Linked DNA regions of Xenopus laevis: region 2 is linked to region 1. A link is a contact called in public Hi-C data. All regions are on one chromosome and are shown on one strand. The core of a region is the stretch at or near the end of the contact, and the rest is flanking DNA. Distances in the headings are between cores, read along the strand shown. Region 1 holds the start of plekha7.S (pleckstrin homology domain-containing family A member 7). Region 2 overlaps plekha7.S (pleckstrin homology domain-containing family A member 7).

Evidence for each region. Hi-C and Micro-C count contacts between places; a contact is called where the count stands out from the background.
Region 2: a Hi-C map of the XTC cell line shows a contact between it and region 1, with 2.1 times the contacts expected there. The contact joins the enhancer-like site here to the promoter of plekha7.S in region 1. A contact is called at or near these places in 3 of 4 Hi-C or Micro-C datasets (the XL177 cell line, the XTC cell line and animal cap).

What each region holds. Positions count from the first base shown.
Region 1 is chr4S:22,832,936-22,836,231 of Xenopus_laevis_v10.1, reverse strand. plekha7.S (pleckstrin homology domain-containing family A member 7) reads right to left here and starts at 1,524. Exons shown (of 28, transcript XM_041561048.1): 1 at 779-1,524; 2 at 593-669. The coding sequence starts at 1,134.
Region 2 is chr4S:22,900,448-22,903,743 of Xenopus_laevis_v10.1, reverse strand. The region is part of intron 8 of plekha7.S (pleckstrin homology domain-containing family A member 7); the gene reads right to left. Among protein-coding and RNA genes, the nearest start is that of plekha7.S, 67 kb to the right of the region's middle. Within about 2 kb of position 1,458, at least 1 of the 7 cell types and tissues checked has an H3K27ac peak or open chromatin away from gene starts, as enhancers often do.

The DNA of each region.
Region 1 (3,296 bases), core at 275-2,774:
CTGCACTGAACAGCCAGAAAAAGAAACAAAGTTTCTCACTTAATTGGCTTTTAGCAGAGAGCCCAGAACAGCTAACAGGTGCAAATAAGATACTTTGTAACAATTTTGAGACACAAAAACACAGTTTAGATAAGGAGAAATATTTTCAAACTTTCATAACCTGCCAAATTTTGTAAGACAAACATGGTAATTAGGGGGTGTGGCCACAGAAAGGGGTGTGGTCAAAAAATTGCTGCGCTACATGCGTAAAAAAAATTTTTGTCCCTCTTTTTACTTCCAAAATGTTGGGAGGTATGTAATGGGTGCTTAGTGATGTCATCAGTTGTAACGGGTACTTAGTTATGTCATCAGATCGAATAGGTGCTTAGTGTTGTCATCATATTTAATGGGTGCTTAGTGATGTCATCAGATCTAATGGGTGCTTAGTGATGTCATCAGGTGTAATGGGTGCTTAGTGACGCGGCGTGACGTGAGTAAGTGCAAGTTTTGCACTGTAAAGGCTGAGACAGGAGGGTAGGGTGGGGGTCAGTAGTGAGGGAATCATGTGACCAGGAGAGGGAGGGGTATAAATAGAAGGGGGGGGGGTCGATACCTGAGCGGATCATGTGTCCGGAGTTGACGGGTTCGCAGGTGCGGGGGTGTAACCAACTGGTGCTGCGGCCCCGGTCGCTGCGGGAGAGACAGAGAGAATCGGGTGAGTCCGGGACTGGGAACTGATAGTTGGGCAGAAGTTATTGAGGCCCCCCTCCCGCCGTGGCACCTGCTGCCCCCAACTTACTCTACAAAGAAGACGCGGCCGTCCCGGCACACTCCGTACGACCAGCCCGCGGGTAAACAGCCCTCCGCCGCAGCCTCCGCCATTTTCACCGGACACCGGGAAGAGCGCTGCCACCAGCAGCCCCAAGCCGCTCTCACTTTGTGTCTGTCCCTCTCTGCGCGTGCACAAAAGCTTCCCGTCCCGCCGGGGAGAATGGAGCGCGGGCACGTATCTGCTCTCCGACTGGGGATGGTGGCGCGGACACGTGATTGTGTGTGAGGGAGGCGCGGGTACGTGAATGGGGAACAAAGTCTCACAGTTTGTGGCGTGAGAGAAAGTTTGAGGAGACAAATCATTCGCTCACTTTTCCTCCTCATTGTATCGGTCTTCTCTTTCTCTACCTCTCCGTTGTACCCCCATTATATCTCACCTAAATCTCTCCCTAGTACAAATCTCTCTCTACTGACTGCTCCCAATGTCCCCAGACTGGTCTGTCGGCTCTTCCCTCACATAATGAGCTGGATCAGAACCGGACACTTAAGTTTAATCCTCCTGTGACCCCTGAGTAATTGACTGACCTTTCTGCGCAAATCTGTTGTCTTTATTGTCGCTTCTATTCCTCATGCTCTCTTGTCAGTTCTACCCCTCCTTGCCCTATGTCGCTTCTACCCCTGCTGATTCCCACTCTCTTCCCTCTGAGTAATATTACCAGAAAGTACTTGGCAGGTGCAAGTTTTGGCTGTATAAAACCCAGGCTTAAAGACATTTTGAGTAAAAAATAAGAATGTACCACTGCATTATACTCATTTAGATATAGAACAATTGTGCTAATAAAAGTAGTGTTTCAGGCTGATTTATTGAATATTTCAGCAAAAACCCTACTAGGCCCTCCCTTCCACTATCTGCTCCCTGAATTCCCAGGCTGTGCAGGGGAGCGGTGGCTCTCTGCTCACTGCTCTGTAGGACAGGAACCAATCAGCAGCTAGCAGGACCTGATAGGGAACTGAAGCCTGTCTTTGCTGGTGTGACTGCAAGGCTGTGATTGGCTATCCCCCTCCTACTGTGCTTCTGGCAGGGACTGTTAGGACACGCCCACCCCTCATTTGAAACACAACAGGGACCAGAGAACATCTATAGGGAGCTCCAATAAAGGGGCGATTTATTAAAGATAATTTTAGCACCATGTAAAAGCAACATCATATATTACTCATAATTGCCTGCAAAATTAGGGTTTTTTCATGTATCCTATACAGGGGCGTAACTACAGCTGACCCAGCAGTTGAGGGGGGCCCAGTAGGTATAGGGGCCCCATAAGGCCCTAATTCATATACAATTTCAATATATATTGGTCAATACAGGTCCACCTCTAGACATTTTTGTAAGGGCCCCTGAACCTCCACTGTGCTATCCCTGCACTGTCCTTGCAGCTGCGAGCTGGCTCGTCTTATAATTGATGCAACGGTAAATCATCTGATATCATATCTCCAGGCTTGCTGATCAGGGAACTTGCAATGAACGACACTGTAGGCTTGTGTGTTGCAAAACAAGTTCAGTTTATTATGGGTAGTACTACAACATATAGCATAGTAAACAAAGAGATTCCATTGTGATGTCATACACAATGTGATTACCCTATATTTGGTAATGTTTGAACACCTGAGTGGCTATAGTACGTTTACACAGTCTACAGCTGGTGTGTATGTGATAAGAAGCATACTTGTGCAATCAAGTGTTCAGGCAGGAAAATACATTAGCCCCTTGCAATCCCTTTCAATTTTGGGGGCCTGAAAAATAATTTGCTGTGGGGCCCAGTAATATCTAGTTAAGCCACTGATCCTATATGTCTCCTTTAATGCCTAACTGCCTCCTGTAGTGGCCAGTCCACATAGGGGCTACCAGTTGTCACTCACAGCCCTGATTTGGCTCCACAGAAACATTTGTCATGCTTGTGTTCCTCCCCAACACGAGTTGGTGCCCTATTCCAGGCATGTCCAAAGTGTGGCCCAGGGGCCAAATGCGGCCCGTCTTCAAATTTACACCAGGCCTCAGCCTCCATCATGAAATGAATAATGCGGCCCGCCAGCACAGAGTGATAATGAATCGCCTAGCCGTAATATTTGGGCACATTAGTGAAATGATCTGCTACTTGGTCTATACTGCTGCCTGTGTGCTGAAGGTGTTGGCAATAGACCCGTACTGGCACATATTGATGCACCACTTCACATACTTCTTTAGGGCTGAAGGTGTCAGACTGACATGCCAGTTCAGTAAACTAAAGAAGTATGCGAGAGCAGCACGTCCCTATGTGCCAGTTCATGTCTATTGCTAACACCTTCAGCACACAGGCAGCAGTATAGACCAAGAGGCAGATCATTTCACTAATGTGCCCAAATATTACTGCTACAGCTAGGCGATTCCTTGTTTAAATGAGTTAAATGATGGTTCAAAGAATGTCAGGCTGAATGGTCGGCCCCCCACACATTTTCACCTCACCAAATCTGGCCCTCGTTGCAAAAAGTTTGGACACCTCTGCCCTAGT
Region 2 (3,296 bases), core at 209-2,708, 68 kb before region 1:
TGCTGCTGCACACTATCAAAGTGTTTAAACTTTTTAGTTGTGCAATTTAATTGGCTCAAACAAAGTAGACAAGGCAAAGTTTCAGACTTCACAGGGCCCTTTATCAAGCATTGAAAAAGGGCCCTATGAGGTCCAAAACATTGCCTTGTCTACTTTGTTTGAGCCAATAAAATTGCACAACTAAAACTTGAATCACTTTGTCAGTGTGCAGCAGCAATTTAGACTATATGCATAGAAGTATATGGCATCTCCGTATGTGATTTGAGTAAAGCCACAAGCATAGGCTCCTATACAGGGCCGCCATCAGGGAGGCATAGGGGGTACAAGTGTACTGGGCCCGGGAGTGAAGGGGGGCCCGGCAGTGCTGAACTTTTCGAAAGAGCCGGGCCCTCCTTGACAGCACCGAAGTTGTGCCGCCTTCTTCCGAAGTCCCGAACAGCCAAAATGCGGAAGTGGCGAAAAAGTCCCAAAGCGGCGAAAGGACCCAAAGCCACGAAAATAGCCGAAGTCCCAAAGCCACGAAAAGACCCAAATTTACAAAAAACAGTCAAAAGAACCGAAGTCACGAAAACAACTGAAATTGAAGTCCTGATGAGGCGAAAAGACCCAAAGTCACGAAAGGAGGAGCAGTTGAAGTCCTGAAGCCTCGAGTTCAATATCTCTGAACACCAATGTCTGTGTTTTTTTATTTATTTTGATCCCCTGGCCACCAATATATTATTTTAATACTCTATAGGCCCCTGCCACCAATGTTTTTTTTAAAAAAAAAATATTCTTTGGGACCCCAATTTTTTTTAACTTGTAAGGGGGGCCCTGGCGCCAATGGCTTTTAAAAAAATATTCTTTGGGGCCCAATTTTTTTTTAACTTGAAAGGGGGGCCCTGGCGCCAATGTTTTTTTTAAAAAAATTTTCATTGGGGCCTCAATTTGTTTAATTTGTAAGGGGGGCCCTGGCACCAATGCTTTTTTAAAAAAAAAAAAAAAGCCAGGGGGCCCCAACATTTTGGTGTACAGGGCCCTGTGATTTCTAACGGCAGGTTCTGCTCCTATATACCCCAAATATATCATCACTCGCGGATACCCACACATTCCTTGTTTCTCTTTAACATTTACCCAGTAACAAGCAATATTTAAAAAATACAGCAAATGAGCACTCACCCCAAATGTCCCCCAAACTGGCCTTCAGGCTGGGCCCCCTTAGCTCATAAAAAGGTTACATATATATAGAAAAACTGGGGTAACAGTCACCCTGCTATAGTTCCATGGGTACCCAGGGCACAAATAAGCACTCACCCCAAATCTCCACCTAACTGGCCTTTAGGCTAGGCCCCCCTTAGCTCATAATAAGGTTACAGATATATAGAAACATTGGGGTAACAGTCACCCTCCTACAGTTCGAGGGGTACCCAATAGTGATGTGCGGGCAGACCCGATACCCGTGGGACACGCGGTTTCGGGTCGACCTCGCACTGCTCCTCACGGGTGCTGGGTGGGTGCGGGTTGAGCTCTTCTCCTGCTCTCCCCACCTTCAAATGCCGGCATCTGACTTCCGGGTCTATAGTCTTGCGTCTGCTCGTCTTGTCCCTTTTGTGACGTCAGTGGCGAGGCGGGTCTATAAAAGGACCCCGGAAGCGCGGGTGGGCGCGGGCTGCAGCAGGGCGGGTTAGGGTCAGGTGCAGGTCAGGAAAACCCTGACCCCCCCATCACTAGTACCTACCCACGGTACAAATAAGCACGCACCCCAAATCACCCCCTAAATGACCCTCAATCGCTGCCCCCTTAGCTCATAACAACAGATTTATAGAAATATTGGGGTAACAGTCACCCTGCTATAGTTCATGGGGCACTGGCAGCAAAAGATGATTGAGGCCAATCACTTAACTTATTACTGACTAATGATTTCACATCAACTTTTTTTTTATAAAAATAATATATGAAATTGATTTATATATACGAAATGATTATTGAGAAATATATGAAATGTTTATTGTGTTTTTCTATATGTATTGGAAATCTCAAATGAAATCCTTAAAAATAATTAATAAATTATTATTGTGAAGTAATTTACTGAATGCGATAAAAGAGATACTTTTTTTATCAATTTCCAATTAATTAATCTTTATCTCAGACACCACCTACAAGGATTTGGGTAATGTAAAGTTCATATATAAAATAGATGTGTGCGCTGCCAACATTTAATTAATATAATAGAGCTCATTCTTTATTCTTGTTTCTGGTTCAGCAGCATCACGATAAATTTACAAATTTATAAAGAAACAAGATTTGCATTCGATTTGAGATTTCAGAACTATTAACGAGTGTTTTTTTTATTTGGTTCAATATGGCTTTTAGCTTAAGAAACTCAGAATGGGAGTCGGATATCAGCGAGGTATTTGAAAATATATCAGAAAATTACTGTGTTTCAGAAAATGAAATTCAATCATTAGGTACTTAGTTTAAAATATATACGAAAGTCGTCATACAACAGATGAGACTGAGATGGGAGATCTAAGTTTAGAAAATATCTTAAAAGCAAAAATGATCCCCAGGGGTTTAAGATTAATAAAAATCCCGGGGAGCAATTTAACTTGAAGTGCTGGTCAAGAGTTCATTGAGAAATGGAATTCCATTCTTTCTGACTTTCTTTTAGGCTCATGCAACTGATGATAGATGAAAACAGTAAAAAGCTAATATACAAGTAGAAGAAGCAAAAAAACATTTATAAAATAAGAAAGAAGAAAGTAACTTCAGCACACTTAATAAAAATATAAAGAATGAGTTGATTAAAATAAAGATATTAGAATTAGGAAAAAGAAAAAAAATTCTCGTGACACTGAGGACTATAAGAGAAGCCAGGTGTATCAGTTACACAATGAGAACATTTAGTGATAGTGAATCAGAAATGACAGAACAATTTAGGGAGAAAAATGCAGTCAAAAAATGGAGAAAAAGAAAAGCGAGGAGGGCGATAAGAGGGGGGAAACCAAGTACAGCTGAGAGACAGGTCCAAGGGTCAAGGGATATTTCTTGAAAAGAACGTTCAAGAAGAAAACAAATTAGACCAATTGCAAATTGTGAATCTATCCAGCATTGAATTAAAAGAATCAACATATTTCACTGTTAAAAAAGCGACTACGTTTTTGTCCCATGAAAAAGCTTGATAGATTCACTACCATAAAAGATTTAAACCTCTTTGCCCGAAGGCTAGCTTTAAAGAAAATATACAAACAGACACCTAACAGAATTAATTTAACCACAAATAATAATCTTAGTGTGTATATGTTGGAGTCACTAAT